Linked DNA regions of Muntiacus reevesi: region 1 is linked to region 2. Evidence: chromatin contacts called from public Hi-C data. All regions are on one chromosome and are shown on one strand. Each heading gives the region's core, a stretch centred on a gene start, on an enhancer-like site or on the middle of the called end of the contact. The rest is flanking DNA. Distances are from core to core; before and after follow the strand shown.

The links. Hi-C and Micro-C count contacts between places; a contact is called where the count stands out from the background.
Region 1: a Hi-C map of blood shows a contact between it and region 2, with 2.2 times the contacts expected there. The contact joins the promoter of PSMA4 here to the promoter of SKIC8 in region 2. A contact is called at or near these places in 2 of 3 Hi-C or Micro-C datasets (blood and muscle).

Annotation. Positions count from the first base shown.
Region 1 is chr15:29,113,125-29,120,401 of mMunRee1.1, reverse strand. PSMA4 (proteasome 20S subunit alpha 4) reads right to left here and starts at 5,932. Exons shown (of 9, transcript XM_065906981.1): 1 at 5,821-5,932; 2 at 3,850-3,876; 3 at 3,580-3,622; 4 at 3,172-3,334; 5 at 1,828-1,905; 6 at 1,359-1,447; 7 at 764-894; 8 at 160-283. The coding sequence starts at 3,852.
Region 2 is chr15:28,897,193-28,904,724 of mMunRee1.1, reverse strand. SKIC8 (SKI8 subunit of superkiller complex) reads left to right here and starts at 2,454. Exons shown (of 11, transcript XM_065906666.1): 1 at 2,454-2,529; 2 at 4,237-4,288; 3 at 4,985-5,012; 4 at 6,742-6,847; 5 at 7,221-7,393. The coding sequence starts at 4,277.

The DNA.
Region 1 (7,277 bases), core at 4,683-7,182, 210 kb before region 2:
AGTGGGTTGCCATTTCCTTCTCTAGGAAATGGTTATAAGACCAACTAACTTAAAAAGGCTGATGTTTCAATGAACTACAATAACATGTTAAAGGCCTAACACAAGAGCCACTCAATTACTTCTCTCACTAAACAAATTACAGGCGTGCACATAAATTACCTTTTTCAGCAGAGAGCTTACTAACATCCATGGTCTTATTTAGGACTTTGATAGCTAAAGCAAGTGCTGATTTCAAAGTCATTTCTCCTTCTTTGTAGTCTTGTTTTAACATTGATACAGCTGCCTATAAAACATAAAGAATCAACAGAGAATTTCCTTTAAAATTGTACATTTTTAGGAACATGAATAATGCCTAATTATTGGCATTATAACCAATATAAACAATTTTGATGGCAGGGAGGGTAGACTTGGGATAGGGGTGTGAAGGAGGGAGGCTCATGATCTATGAATGGACCCCAGGGATCTGTGACAGAATTCAGGGAGTCTGTGATTATCCTGTGGGAAAAAACCCCCAAAAAACTAGATCTTATTTTCACAACTTCTAACTGAAAACTGGTACTTCCTTTCATTATTATTGTAGGTAATAAGCCCTAGCAGGATTAGTAGTACCTGTGGCTTTATCAATAATAGAAATCACAGAGATTTTCATATCATGTTAAGTTTGTTGCAGCTACCTTAAAATGCTGTTTACACTCATCACTACTTTGTACTTATGGCAATTAGACCTTTTGCTAGATTTTTATAGCAACACAAAAATACTCACAGCACTATTATTTCCAATGCATGTGGCTTTCCAACCTCCATAATTTCCACTAGGATCACTCTGATAGAGCTGAAAGCCATAGTGCTTATCCCAGCCAATGTAAAGCAATGAAACACCGAAAGGACGTTTTCCTTTAACAGAGAAAACAAAGTCACACATATCAACGCTCTAAATTTAGCACCACTGTGATTACTTGGGCTCAGTGAATGTGGCTAACCCCTTTTCTGTGAAGTTAAGCATTCATAAACTGCTCATGTTCTGGCCACCACAGATAAGCTCCATCAGAAATTCCACTTTTGTTTCTAGGATTTGGACGCAGTGAGGAAAGGGAATACACAGATGACCAGTGCTGAATATCATTACTATTATGTAAAAAGTCATTTGTTTTCTGATTTTAAAATGTTATTTTGGCCTTTCAGTAGTCTATTAATAAAGTGTTTGAAAGTCTACATAATGGAAGCCAGTTAGTTCATGAAGTTGGAATATATGAAAAGTGTTTACTTATTTCATTTTCAATTTCTTTTTACCATTTCAAAAAGGATATTACTCATAACGTTTTAAGTTTGGGGAATAAAATTTCCAAAGGTTTCAGTACCTCCGAACTGTGTATAAGCTTGTTTGATATCACACAGTGCTGTGACCAACTGCTCACAAGGAATCGGCTCCTGATACTGTAATAAATACCTAGGATAAAGAAACTGGCATATTAATAGTTTTCTCTAAAACACTTTACACACTCTAAGCAAAATACCCTCTAAAAAAAAAATCTCTGCCATGGGGACAACATAATAGTTGTAATCTGAAGGGGGAAGGTAGAAGGTATGGCAACTCTTAATAACCTAACCGTAAACAATAGTGGGTTGGCCAAAAAGTTCATTCAGGCTTTCCATAAGATGAATGACCTTTCTGGCCAACCCAATATTTTAAAAGTTTGGTTAAAGAAATAAACTGTAATTTTCAGTTAATAGGTTTTTAATGACTTTAATCTTAAAAAAAAATGCATTCTTCTTAGAAACATCAAAACTAACTTTACATATCATCAACTCAATTATTTATGACCATACCTTTGCGCAATGAGCCTCAGTTCATTCGTCAGAACATTAGCATCAGAAGTTATGCCTGCCACACTACAGGCCATATCCCTTGCAAAAAAGAAAGACATTTATCTGTAATTAGGGAGGATGTTTGCCAGAGGTATTTTACAAGTTTTAAAATATACTAAATTCTATTAGAAATGCACCATGCTTATTACTCATAGTTGCTACACCCTTCAGGCAAAAACTACGTGAGTTTTATCTTTGGAGGAAACTTTCAACTTGATGTCATTCAACACATAAGATAAACAAATGCACCCTTGAGTTCTTCACAACAGATGCATTTACCATCACTACCCTGTGAACAGGGCAAGAGAAAAAACACTAGAAAGCTAGGGTAAATCCCAAGAAGATTCAACCACAAGGAAGAAAAATGTTTTGCCAGACAGGAAGACAGACTACTTCACACTCTTGGGTATAAGTACTCTCACTTTGAAAGGCCTCACTTGATGTGGGTGAAGGTGAAGGGACCCGAAGGGCAAGATACTTTTGAGCCTAAGAAGGAAGCCCAGGGTGAGGCTCACTGGGAGGGTGCATTTTCTTTATCTACCCTCTGTGTCCTGAAGGCTGCCCTGGCTCTCCTACAGCCTTGACTCCTTTGGCACTGTGCCCAGTCAAGCCTGCAGGCTGCTTGAGAGGGCCCAACAGCATCTCTGTGGATGGATGACACCTTCTGGGGTGTGTGTATCAAGAAGGCCCTATAACCAACATTCACATGGCGCACCACAGAAGGGAGGGTCTCCAATCAGCAAATCCAGCTCTCTGCTAGCTGCAGTCCTGCACACCCAAGTATATCAGAAAGTTCACTAGTGTACAGGCCCTGTCTAAACTTTTCCAAGACCTCCAGGACGCGTGGTCTTTGGTAAGATTCAGTATAATTAAAACTGATTCTTCGCAACCATCCTCAACAATAACTTGAGGGCCTGCTATGTTCCTAACACTGTGCTAGCTTATTTCATTCATTCATTTTATTTCATTGAACTGCCACAGTCACTCCAGTAGGCTCTACTGGAGGCCCAGAGAAGTTAAACAATGGGTGTGAGGTCACAGCTTGTGGTGGAACCTAGATTTAACCCAAAGCTGAGTGACCACCATGCCTGTTCTCTCATCACTATACAACAATGTTTCTCCACTGAGTACCTGGCCCCGCATTTATGGTCGTGGGCCTCAAGGAGGTTTCAAGCAAGTAAGTTAAAACCAGGAATTTTCAGAAGAAAAAACACAACAAACTGTTCAATTGTACCGTGTCATAGTGCATAGCCCTACCAAAATATGATGAGATGTTTTCAACTCTCTTCCCTAAGATTGACTTACTCATTCAGTTTATAAATTTTTTCGGAGAAAAAGACTTCATCAAGAAGCTTGTGGATGTTGCGTCTCTCTGCTGCAAGCAGAACACCATCATTTGCTAAAATTCCCAAACAGGTGCCTGCATGTCCAATAGCTTCCATGGCATATTCAACTTGGTACAAGCGACCTACAAAACACAAGCAGCAAGAAACCAAGACTCTCCTCCTTGTTCTTGCACCACTGGTTCAAGAGCAATCAGCAACAACACTAGAGAACTACAAACAACTGTCCCACTTTTCCTACTAGTCCTATGAAGCACGTAATTAACCCAATGACCATAACTACCTCAAAGTACAAAAAGGATGAACAACTTAACACCTAAAAATATTTTTTTAGTTTTATTTGAGACAGACCAAACAATTTATATTTTACCTTCTGGAGAAAATATAGTGGTCCTGGAGTCATATCTTCGAGACTGCAAAGGAAAAACATACAAGTGATTTCTACCCACTAAAAATAAGTCAACCCCTACAAACCCACAAATCATTTTATAGAACACATCCTGGCATGCAAAATTCAGAGTGTGGGAGGAAACAGATAAGAAGACATCATTCCATTTCAATTTTCTCATGCAAGTTGGTAAGATGAGTACAAGCAATTTGATTTATCAGGCAACAGTTATTGGCATGTGTATTAACTCACCATGTTTTCTTATGTTTATGATAATTCCTGTAAAAAGAAAATAAGGTAATTATTAAAAAGAAACAATTTGAAACGCATTTCTTGACTTGAAAAAAATCTGTTTTGTCCACTCTCTTCATTCAGCCAACATTATGGTGCACCCAGGCACTATGCTAAATGCTGAAATACCAAGATAGGTAAGACCAATCCCTTTCCTAAAGAGTTTACAGTCTGGTAGTCACGTGAGGGAAGCAGACACAGAAGGACAATTATAAAGCAGTGTGGAAACAGAGGCACTAAGGGTAGAGTGGAAACAGGTTGGAGAAAATCCAGAAAACAGTTTTTGTGAAACAAATACAGAATATGAGCCCAAATCAGAGACAGGAAAGGCAGAAATAAGGCTGAGAACATTCAGGTCTAAGAGAAAGAATAGGGGAAGAAAGAAGGAAAAGGCATCCCAGGCAGAGGAGAAAGCATGAACAATGCACTGAGGCAGGATAGCTCAATGGGTAAGACAAGTTGCTGGGGTTAAAAAATATATATATACGACATGGAAGCAACCTAGATGTCTGTCTACAGATGAATGAGTAAAGAAGCTGTATTCATAGACACAACGAAATATTAGTCAGTCACAGTAAGGAACCAACTGGAGTCAGGTGAACTGAGGTGGATATACCTGGAGCCTGTTACACAGAGTGAAGTGAGTCACAAAGTCAAAAACAAATATTATATATTAACACATATATAGAAATCTAGAAAATGGTACAGATGAACCTATTTGCAGGGCAGGGATAGACACAGATGTAGAGAATGGACTTATGGGCACAGCGGGGGCAGGAGGAAGAGGGTGGGATGAATTGAGAGGAGCACTGAAATACACACACTATCATGTATAAAACAGCTAACTGGCGGGAAGCGGCTGCATAGCACAGGGAGCTGGTGCTCTGTGTCAGCCTAGAAAGGTGGGATGGGAGGTATATATACTTATCACTGATTCACAACTTGTACACCAGAAACCAACACAACATTATTAAGCAATTATCCTCCAATTAAAAATTTTAAAAATATATATATATGAAAAAACTATAGAACTAAACAAGTATCTAGACCATGTAGAGCTGTGAATGTCAAGCTAAGAGGCTGAGGCTTTCTCCAGAGGATGATACCGGGGTCCTGAACCATGAAAGGGGGAAGCGGGACAATAATCTTTGGCATTATTACTATTTCTGCAGAAGACAACACTGGGGCTCTGCGTGACTTGGTGGAAAAGCCAAACTTCGGCCTCCAGAGCCAATTTTCCCAAATTCTGGAATACTGAGAATTAAGAATGGAAAGACAAGCAGGGATTAGGCCCCGGAGGCCCGCATGCCCAGGTAAAAACTGTGAATTTTATCTCTTAAGCAACGGGGCTCCAAGGAATGATGCTGGGCCAAAGAGCCTCAGGAGCTGACTGACATTTTAAAGATCGCTCTGGCTGGTGAAGACTGGGGCAGAATAACCAGTTATGACGGTACTGCAACAGGCAGCTGAAAGGTAAGTGTGGTCCTGAGCAGAGAGCCAGGAGGGCGCAGAGAGGAGACCCGCCGGGCTTCTGATTCGCGCGAGAACACAACTTTCTCATCTCCACGCCGGACAACGGCCCGAGGCGAGTTCACACGCACCTCCCATCCCGCAGGTTCACTTTCGCATACGAACTCTTCCTGGGACCGAGGCAGCCCTACCACTCTGTCCTGCCCACCAGCCCCGCGCCCGCCCCGCCGCCCGAGCGTCCCCGGCCCCGCGGTGCCCGCTCAGCGCAGGGAAGCCCGATGGAGGCCGGCCGGGGCCAGTTCCCCGGCGGGTCCGTCACTGACTAGCCGGTGCAGAGTCATCGTGCCCACGGCTCCTCGCCGGCCGCTGCAGGCCGGGAGCCGCTCTGCCGCGACGCTTACGGCTCCGGCCTGCAGGGAGAGCGGCCAAGCTTCTGAGTGTGCGCAGAGGGTAAAGGCTCACCGGAGGGAAGACGCTGAAGCGTGGAGACCGACACCGAACACCTTTCTCCGCGGGAAAGACACACCGACGGGGCTCGAGTATCCGCTGCTAATATGGCCCCCGCGCGTGCGCAGAACCGCCGGGGGCGGGGCAGTCGAGGACGCGGAAGTTCTTCTGGGGGGGCGGAGCGAGAGTCGATTGCCCTCGTGTGCGCTGGGGAATTGGGGTACGAAGGCACTGGCAGGGATCTGAGCCCAACGAAGGGGCACTAGCACATGAGGAGGAGGGCAGGAAGACCCTGGCCAAGGAGGAAGTGGAATTATGGCTCATGACCCTTTCCCACGCTTTGCGCTCTGTTTTCACTTTCACTTTCTCTTCAGTCATAACCTCCAGGAGAGAAATGGTGTTCAGTTCAGTCAGTTCAGTCGCTCAGCGTGTCCGACTCTTTGCGACCCCATGGACTGCAGCACGCCAGGCTTCCCTGTCCATCACCAACTCCGGGAGCTTACTCAAACTCGTGTCCATTGAGTCGGTGATGCCATCCCACCATCTCATCCTCTGTCTTCCCAAATCCTCCTGCCTTCAATCTTTCCCAGCACCGCAGGGTCTTTTTCAATGAGTCAGTTCTTCGTATCAGGTAGCCAAAGTATTGGAGTTTCAGCTTCAGCATCAGTTCTCCCATTGAATATTCAGGACTGATTTCCTTTAGGATGGATTGATTGGATCTCCTTGCTGTCCAGGGGATTCTCAAGAGTCTTCTCCAACACCACAGTTCAAAATTATCAATTCTTCGGCGCTCAGCTTTCTTTATAGTCGGACTCTCACATCCATACAGGACTACTGGAAAAACCATAGCTTTGACTAGATGGACCTTTGTTGGCAAAGTAATGTCTCTGCTTTTTAATAGGCTGTCTAGATTGGTCGTAACTTTCCTTCTCAGATGGTAAAGAATCTTTCTGCAATGCAATGCGGGAGACCTGGGTTCTATCCCTGGGTTGAGAAGATCCCCTGGTGAAGGGAATATGAACCCACCCCAGTATTCTTGCCTGGAGAATTCCCTGGACAGAGGAGCCTGGTGGCTACAGCCTGTGGGGTCACAGAGAGTCGGACAAAACAACTGAGCAACTTAACAATTTTACTCTGCCTTCCCTGGTGGCAATGGTGTGGGACCACCTATAAATTGCTTGCTTTTCCTGCCCTGTTCTCAAAACGGGCCCAAGCACATTAGATTTTACCCTTCACCCTTCTTCTTCTTATCATCTCCCTTCTTGAATATACCTTCCACTTTCATTGCTAATACATGTGTTTTTATACATATAAAGCAAATTATCATGAGATTTACATCTTTGGAAGAACTTTCACTTTAGTATCCTCCTCTGCCTTTGACATCATTAGAAAGGATTCCTCTGACCAATCTAATTAAAGCAATACCCTACCATCACCATATACACCTGTTATCTTCTATACAGAAACTGTAT
Region 2 (7,532 bases), core at 1,205-3,704:
GAATATTTACAGTTAATGCACAGGAAAAAAAAACACATAAGCCCAAATCACACAAATTAAAATTCACTTAATTACATAGTTGTAAGCACTTTTCTAGACAAAATTTCACCATTCTTAAAGTAGGAGTGTTCAAAAATATTTCTTTATATAAGCTAAAAGGAAGTAAATATGACCCAATTGCCCTGGTTAAGAAATCATATAATAATCAGTCTATTTTCAAAACCCAGAGAAACCCAGAAACTCTGCCAATAAAATTAAAGGGACAAAAACAAAAATTGGCCAAAGCTGGCAACCAGTTGTACAGGAAGACAGTAGATCACTCTTCATTTCACTGTTAAAAGTCATTGCATTGGGGATTGATATTAGGTCCTTTCCACACTCTATTAGCCTGGATCCTGGTCATTGCAGTGTTAATTTCTGTTTGTTGGGTTCTGTGGAATTTCCCTGAATGCTGTGGTCCAGTCAGCACTTATGTCAATATGATGGGAATCGCCTCCAGTTTGAAGACACGCTTCCTGGCCTGAGGGTATAATTTGTACACTCTTCTTTAGCTTCAGGGACAAATGCACTCTGGTCAAGTATATCCAGAATGGTTACGGGGATAATGTGACTTTTAACAGAGGCCACGTAAAAGTTTTGACAATTCAAGGTTAACAACTGAAGCCTGCTCATTTTGACCCAAATTTTCTAACCCTGTGACATGTAGGGGATCCACTGGGGCTGGATGAAGTTTCCATTGACAGAGTTGTCACTGAAGGAATTACGGAGGACCAGAGAACAGGCACTGGGAAACTTGTGAGTGTATTTAGCAAATTTCTGGGCCGTAAAATCTCCTCATAAGGCCCTCAAAGATTTTATCCAGTTGTACGGACAAGAGTTGTATGGTCTAACAGTTTTCTGAAATCATCATAAAACTCAAGATGTTTTAATAAATTAGATCCTGAGAAATTAACTTTCGGGGGTAGGCGGGGTAGGGTAAGGGTACATGGATATTTCAAGGGTTTACATTCACTATGACCATACTTTACCATCATCCCCTTCTTCTAGACTCTTTTTGGACTTCTAAACCAGTTTTAATCAGGAGAGACCGTGATCTCTGTCTCATGATAAGCTGAAAGAAAGCTTAACCCTTCAGAGTGCCCACCCCCGCCACCCAGAACTTCCACTCCCTACTGCCCAGAGAGATTGGGACAGTGACCAGCAGCCAGGAGGGGCCGGGCAGCTTTTCAAGGATGGGGTGCAGTGGTTTCACCCTTCCATCTCCTTTTAAAATGCTGGTCATTAGCTTCTAAACTGATATGCATCACAGTAACCTAACCGGCTGTGTCCAAAATCATCACGGGCGCTGACTGCAGCCATGAAATTAAAAGATCCTTGCTCCTTGGAAGAAAAGCTGTGATAAACTTAGACAGCCTATTAAAAAGCAAAGACATTATTTTGCTGACAAAGGTCCGTCCAGTCAAGTGACGTGAAAGTGAAAGTCGCTCAGTCCTGTCCGACTCTTTGCGACCCAGTGTTTCATACAGTCCATGGAATTCTCCAGGCCAGAATACTGGAGTGGGCATCCTTTCCCTTCTCCAGGGGATCTTCCCAACCCAGGGATCAGGTCTCCCGCATTGCAGGCAGATTCTTTACCAGCTGAGCCACAAGGGAAGCCCATCTAGTCAAAGCTATGGTTTTTCCAGTAGTCATATATGGATGTGAGAGTTGGAACATAAAGAAGGTTGAGCACTGAAGAACTGATACTTTTGAACTGTGGTGTTCACAGTTGACAGTTGATTCTTGAGAGTCCCTTGGACAGCAAGGAGATCAAACCAGTCCATCCTAAAGGAAATCAACCCTGAATATTCATTGGAAGGACTGATGCTGAAGCTGAAGCTCCAATACTTTGGCCACCTGATGGGAAGAGCTGATTCATTGGAAAAGACCCTGATGCCGGGAAAGACTGAAGGCAGGAGGAGAAGGGGACGACAGGATGAGATGACTGGATGGCACCACCAACTCAATGGCCATGAGTCTGAGCAAACTCTGGGAGACAGGTGGGGGGGGAAACCTGGCGTGCTGCCGTCCATGGGGTCGCAAAGAATCAGACACGACTCAGCGACTGAACAACAATCGGTTGTGACTTTACAATTGAAATATAGAGCTCTATTTCACTGAAAAAAATTTGAAGCAATAGAACTCTTACAGTCATCAGGTGTAGTCTATCTCAAAGTACAAATAAAGAAATTAGAACCCAACAGTTGTTGAAACCTAAAACTTCCGCAAGCCGGTTCTCAGTGGCCCCGCCCCGGGGGAAACCAAGGTGACCGGGGCGTGGCCTCTTCCCCTTCTCCTCGCCCATCCTCCTCCAGGTCCGCCCCGCGTGCGTTGTAGCGACGGCAGAGGGCGCTGCGGCGTGCGCCTGCGCCTGCGCCTTGGGGACCGGCGAGATGCCACGCCTCTTCGTGAGCTCATCACCCCGCGTCGCGGTCGCGCGGAACCTGGCGTCAGAGAAGCCGCGGGGCAGTGCAGCCGGACAGTGAGGCGGTGAGTTGGTTCGCAAAGCCGTTGGGGATGGCACTGATTGGTGCCGATAACGGTCCAGGCTGGAGGGCGGGTGAGCGAGAGTGGGCCCAAGGCTATCTCTAGGAGGGTTTGCTCAGGAATGCCCCACACCGCAGGGCCTGAGGGTGGTGGCTTCCGTGACTCCGTTTACACTGGCTGCCTCTCGGTGTGTCGGGCCTGAGGGGAGAGGATAGGTGGCCTCATCTTGCATCCTGAGGATGTTCTGTGCAGCCTCGAGGTTAGGACTGGTCTCAGTGTCGATAGACAGAACTGTCTTAACCGAAGTTTTCCAGTGGTAGGCCACACTGTCTTTTTCGGTAGCGAGCTGGACACTTAGAGGCACAGTCTGAGTTATCTTTACTTCAAGTACCACGTAGTATTGCGGGTTACTGACCTCCCTGAGTACTTTATTAGGGGCATGTGTACTGTTCTTTGGAAACATTGAGGAAGCAATGAATTCTGCCTGGGAAATGAGAGGAGAGTTCTCTAAAGAAGGAAGGTGAGAAAAGAGGATTTTGGGGTCCTCTTAAGGCTGAAGCTATTGTAGGATAAGAAACTGATGTAAAAGGTAGTGTAACCTATATTATAGCTTGTATCCTTCTCCTGTCAGACTAACCTTGGGGGAGGTTTCTTAACTTCTCTTGAAGTCTCACTTTCCTTATGAGGAACATAGAGATCATAATAAGAATATCTATTAAATGAGATGAGAGGGTTCAGTGAGCTATCCTACATGTAATACATAAAACAGGGTACATCATGGTACCCTGACTCATGGTACATCGTCAAACATACATTCATTGATAGAAGCACACCTCTATCTTGAGGAGCCTGGCTTCTTGGAAGTTGACTTCTTGCAAACCTTCCTACTCTTGATTCTCCTTGTTGTGGGGAATTGTTTCTGTTGCAGGGATGTGAGGCAGGATTTGGAAGTGCAGACGGTTGGTGCCCAAGAGAGTGTGAATACTGTTTACTTCAGTGAAACTGGCATGACCTACTGCCTGTCTTTCTTACCCTTGCTAAGACACTGTTCTTGGGTCACAAATGAAGTAAGCAGTACCACCTTGACTGAGATCTTCACAGGCAAAGGTTATTTAGAAATTGTTTGTTTTTTCTGTTATCCTTGGAAAACCTTCACAGTAGTCTTTTTGAGTTTGCAAATTTAAAGCAAGTAACTTGAACATGGATGCCTATGGGCATGGAGGATTCTATAGCACATACACAAAAGTTAAGAAGCCTTATTATAGCTTTTGGGAGACATGTAGCCTCCCTCTGGCTCACACCCTTGTTTATGCTCCTGCTGGCTCTTATATGCGTTTTTGGCTGAGATCCCTGCATGGACTGTAAGAACTTTGCTCCCCCATATTTGCTTGTCGAGTTTTTAATAAAATAATATTTTAAATTAAAAGATCCTGTGGTTTTATCTCTTGGAAAAGCAGCAAGGAGGGAGACTAGATCCTCTCTGTAGTCAACTTGAGGAGAAGAAAGTATGAGAGGTGGTAGGTATTAGCTGAGAAAGAAGACCACGCCCCCTGGGAGGGCTTGTGAACGGGGCCTCTGGGACCGATCTATAGAGAAGCGTCAGGTCGACCCTGGCCGAGAGTGGCCTTACAGTCTTGATCCAGGGGAACCTTCTGTAGCCCTCTGTCCCGATGGCCTCTTCTTACTGAAGCCCTGCTGTTGTTTCCACAGAGCTGTCTGGCCTTTAGCCCTTCCATCCTTGGTTAAGGAGATGACCAACCAGGTAAGGCCTATGGAGAGGAAGAGTGCCAGTTGGTCTCTTTGGGGGTTCGAGCCCAATACATCGTCTGGGTTTGTAGTCAGAAAACTAGCATCTGATTCCTGCTCTGCTTGTGAAGAGGAGGGTATCCTGGGCACCTAGTCACCAGAGGGTTAGGTGGCACTAGTAAAAGGCACAGCACTGAGAGGAGGGTAGTTTTATCTCAGTCTGTACCTCAGTTTACAAAGGGATGGAGGAAGCTTAAAAGAATTTGTACACAAGAACGAGAAAGAAAAACTAGAAAGGGAGAAACACGTCTTTGTAATAAAATTAGGGACAGAGTTAACAGGTTATTATGCAGGCTGTGTAGTTTTATACAACTACAAAAATTAAGCTGCACACTGGACTCTGAGCTGCCTGACGATCAGAGCAGGAAAAAGCACATAATTTATTATTCTTTTTGGGTGGGTGGAAGTAGAAGAGACTCTAGCTTCTTTAAGAACTAATTGTTTTCTTTAAGAGACTATAGTTTCTTTAAGAACTAACAGTACAGACCTTGCATGAGCTCACAGGCGGTCAGGCCCCAGCAAGGGTGGTACCTAACACTGGTGATTGTATCTGCTGGGGCACAGGGTGGTGAGTTGGGGGGTGTTTTAGGGAAAGGATGGGATACATCTGAAATCTGACCGTTGGTTTAATGTGTCTTCTGTTCTTTTTTAGTATAGTATTCTCTTCAAACAAGAGCAAGGTAAGCAGCTTGCCAGTTCAAGCAAATTCACCTGTGAAAAGTTGTTGTCCCTGGTTTAAGGTTTTTGTCATGCTGACCAAACATGCAGTTCCCAACCATACTCACTTTACATAAGAATTGGCAGGGGCAGCAAATACACTTCAGAACAAACAACCACCAACAAAAAAACCAACCACTAACTTGAGCCGGAGTCAAATGATAGACTGTAGAACTCTGGGCTGAGGAAAATTTTTCCCACTTGAGGAAGGCGTGACTGAGCTTCCCGGCTATCAGAGTGAAAGAAGGAAACTCTTTGAGTCTCAGGACTCTGTTAATACCAGCTCACCTGGGGAGGTAAACTTGAGCCTGGCCATGAACGCAGAAGTTCTCTTGGGAGCCTTTATTCAGGCTCCTCCACTTAAAACAAGTGTAGCAATTCTCACAGAGGGCCTTTGACCCTCAATAAAAGAGGAGGATAAAATAAGTGAATTTCTGTCAAGTCCACTGAGTATATGAGTGGCAGTGGTTGTGGTGGGGATGGGAGAAGGAGGGAGGGAGGTCTGTCTGGAAAGGTAACTGGCCAGTAACAGTGGACTTCATACCTGGAAAGGAGGGTGTGCATGCACTATTCACATGTGTCTCATTTCTTCACCACAGCCTAGATAAGTTACGTAAAGCCTGGAGAAATTTGTGGAATGCCTAGTAAAACTTCCACTTTCAGTAGTGACATTTAGACAGTCTGAAGTTTAAACCCAAAGCATTCTTTCAAGTTAACAAGCATAGGTCAGCATGTCAGTCAGCTACCTTGTATGCATCTAATGCCATCTGGTGGCAAGCTGGCAGACTTGGGTCAGGTAGGGATTGTAATGGAAGCCAAGATGCTGTATGTAGCTCACAGCTGTTTAAGTTGAATGTCCTTGTATTCATGTCTTGAAAAGGTGTCCCTGAAGAATTGCTGCCAGGTGTGAAGAAAGCCTTCTTGTGCATTTGTTACATTTATATTCCTATCCCAGGTCTGCAGACCCATCTGTATGGCCCACCAGATATACAGCTTACAGACTTAGAATTTAAAGTGGACTTTAGTTAGTAGGGAGGTTAGGTTTTTAGGTTTGAATACCAGCTCTGCCTCTTCATAGCTTTTGACTTTGGGTGAGCTACTAGGCTTCTCTAAGCCTCTGATTTTTATCTGTAGCATGAAGATGCTATTCATAGGGATGTTGTGGTTAATTGAAGTAATCCCTACAAAAGGATTAAAGTATTAACTGGCCCATTAAGCATAATAGACTTGTGGCAAAAGGCAAATCATGTGGCACCTATTTTATTTATTTATTTTCGGACCTGTATTATTTACAGTTGACCTGCCTACTGGTTTCCAAAGATCTCTAAGAAATAACTCTTAACAGGTTTAATCTCTTTTGGGGGTGGGTTTCGCTTTAGCCAAGTGAGAGCTATTCCAAACTAATGCATGTCAGACAGCATACTAAAATAGAAAGGACACTGGACTATTCCAGAACTGCTCCCTCACCTGGTAAACCTGTGTTTGGGGCAAGTGACTTCTTCAGAACCTCTGGTTTTCTTATCTGCCTCCACTGTTCTAATAAAAGCTGTGTGGGAAAGCCATCTGCAAAACAGTAAAGCAGATACAGGTGGATATTACCTCAGAATTGGTGTAACAGTGTTTCTGCTTTATCTTAGCACATTCAGTTTAGAAGTTGCATGAAGACTTTATATGAATGACTTTCTCTTCCAGCCCATGATGATGCCATCTGGTCAGTTGCTTGGGGGTCAAACAAGAAAGAAAACTCTGAGACAGTGGTCACGGGATCCCTGGATGACTTGGTGAAGGTCTGGAAATGGTGAGTGCTCTTTCCTCTACAATACAGCCTTGGAAATTGGGGTTTTTCTTCTGGGCTCCCAAGTTGCAATCAGAGAAGTATTGACTAATTATCTAAGCAAGAAAGCAATGGCAATATGGTGGTATAAAAAGGCAGACTCTCTTTTTTCTCACTTGTTTTCCTGTTATTCACTGTTAAGGCCTTATAGTTGAAAGAAAAAAAAATGCTATGGTTAAAAGCTGGCTGCATTTGTGTTCTGTGGCTCTTCATTTCCTCTCTTGATTCTGCATTTCACAGACCTCTGGTAATGCATAGTTACAGGAGCCCCAAATTTCAGATGCCAGGTACCATGTGTTGTGTGTGAAGAAATCCATTTCTCTGTCCCCCATTGAAGGCGTGATGAGAAGCTGGACCTACAGTGGAGTCTGGAGGGCCATCAGCTGGGCGTGGTGTCTGTGGACATCAGCCACACCCTGCCCATTGCTGCATCCAGTTCTCTTGATGCTCATATTCGTCTCTGGGACTTGGAAAACGGCAAACAGATAAAGTCTATAGATGCAGGACCTGGTAAGAGTTTTACTCTTAGAGAAGATACTAGAGGTTTACGATCCCTTTTTGATACCTTTAGGGAGAGATGTATTTTGGTGTTGAGAAGCTTTTGGATTTGAGATTAGTAATATGGGTGTATGAACTGCATGTTATGTAA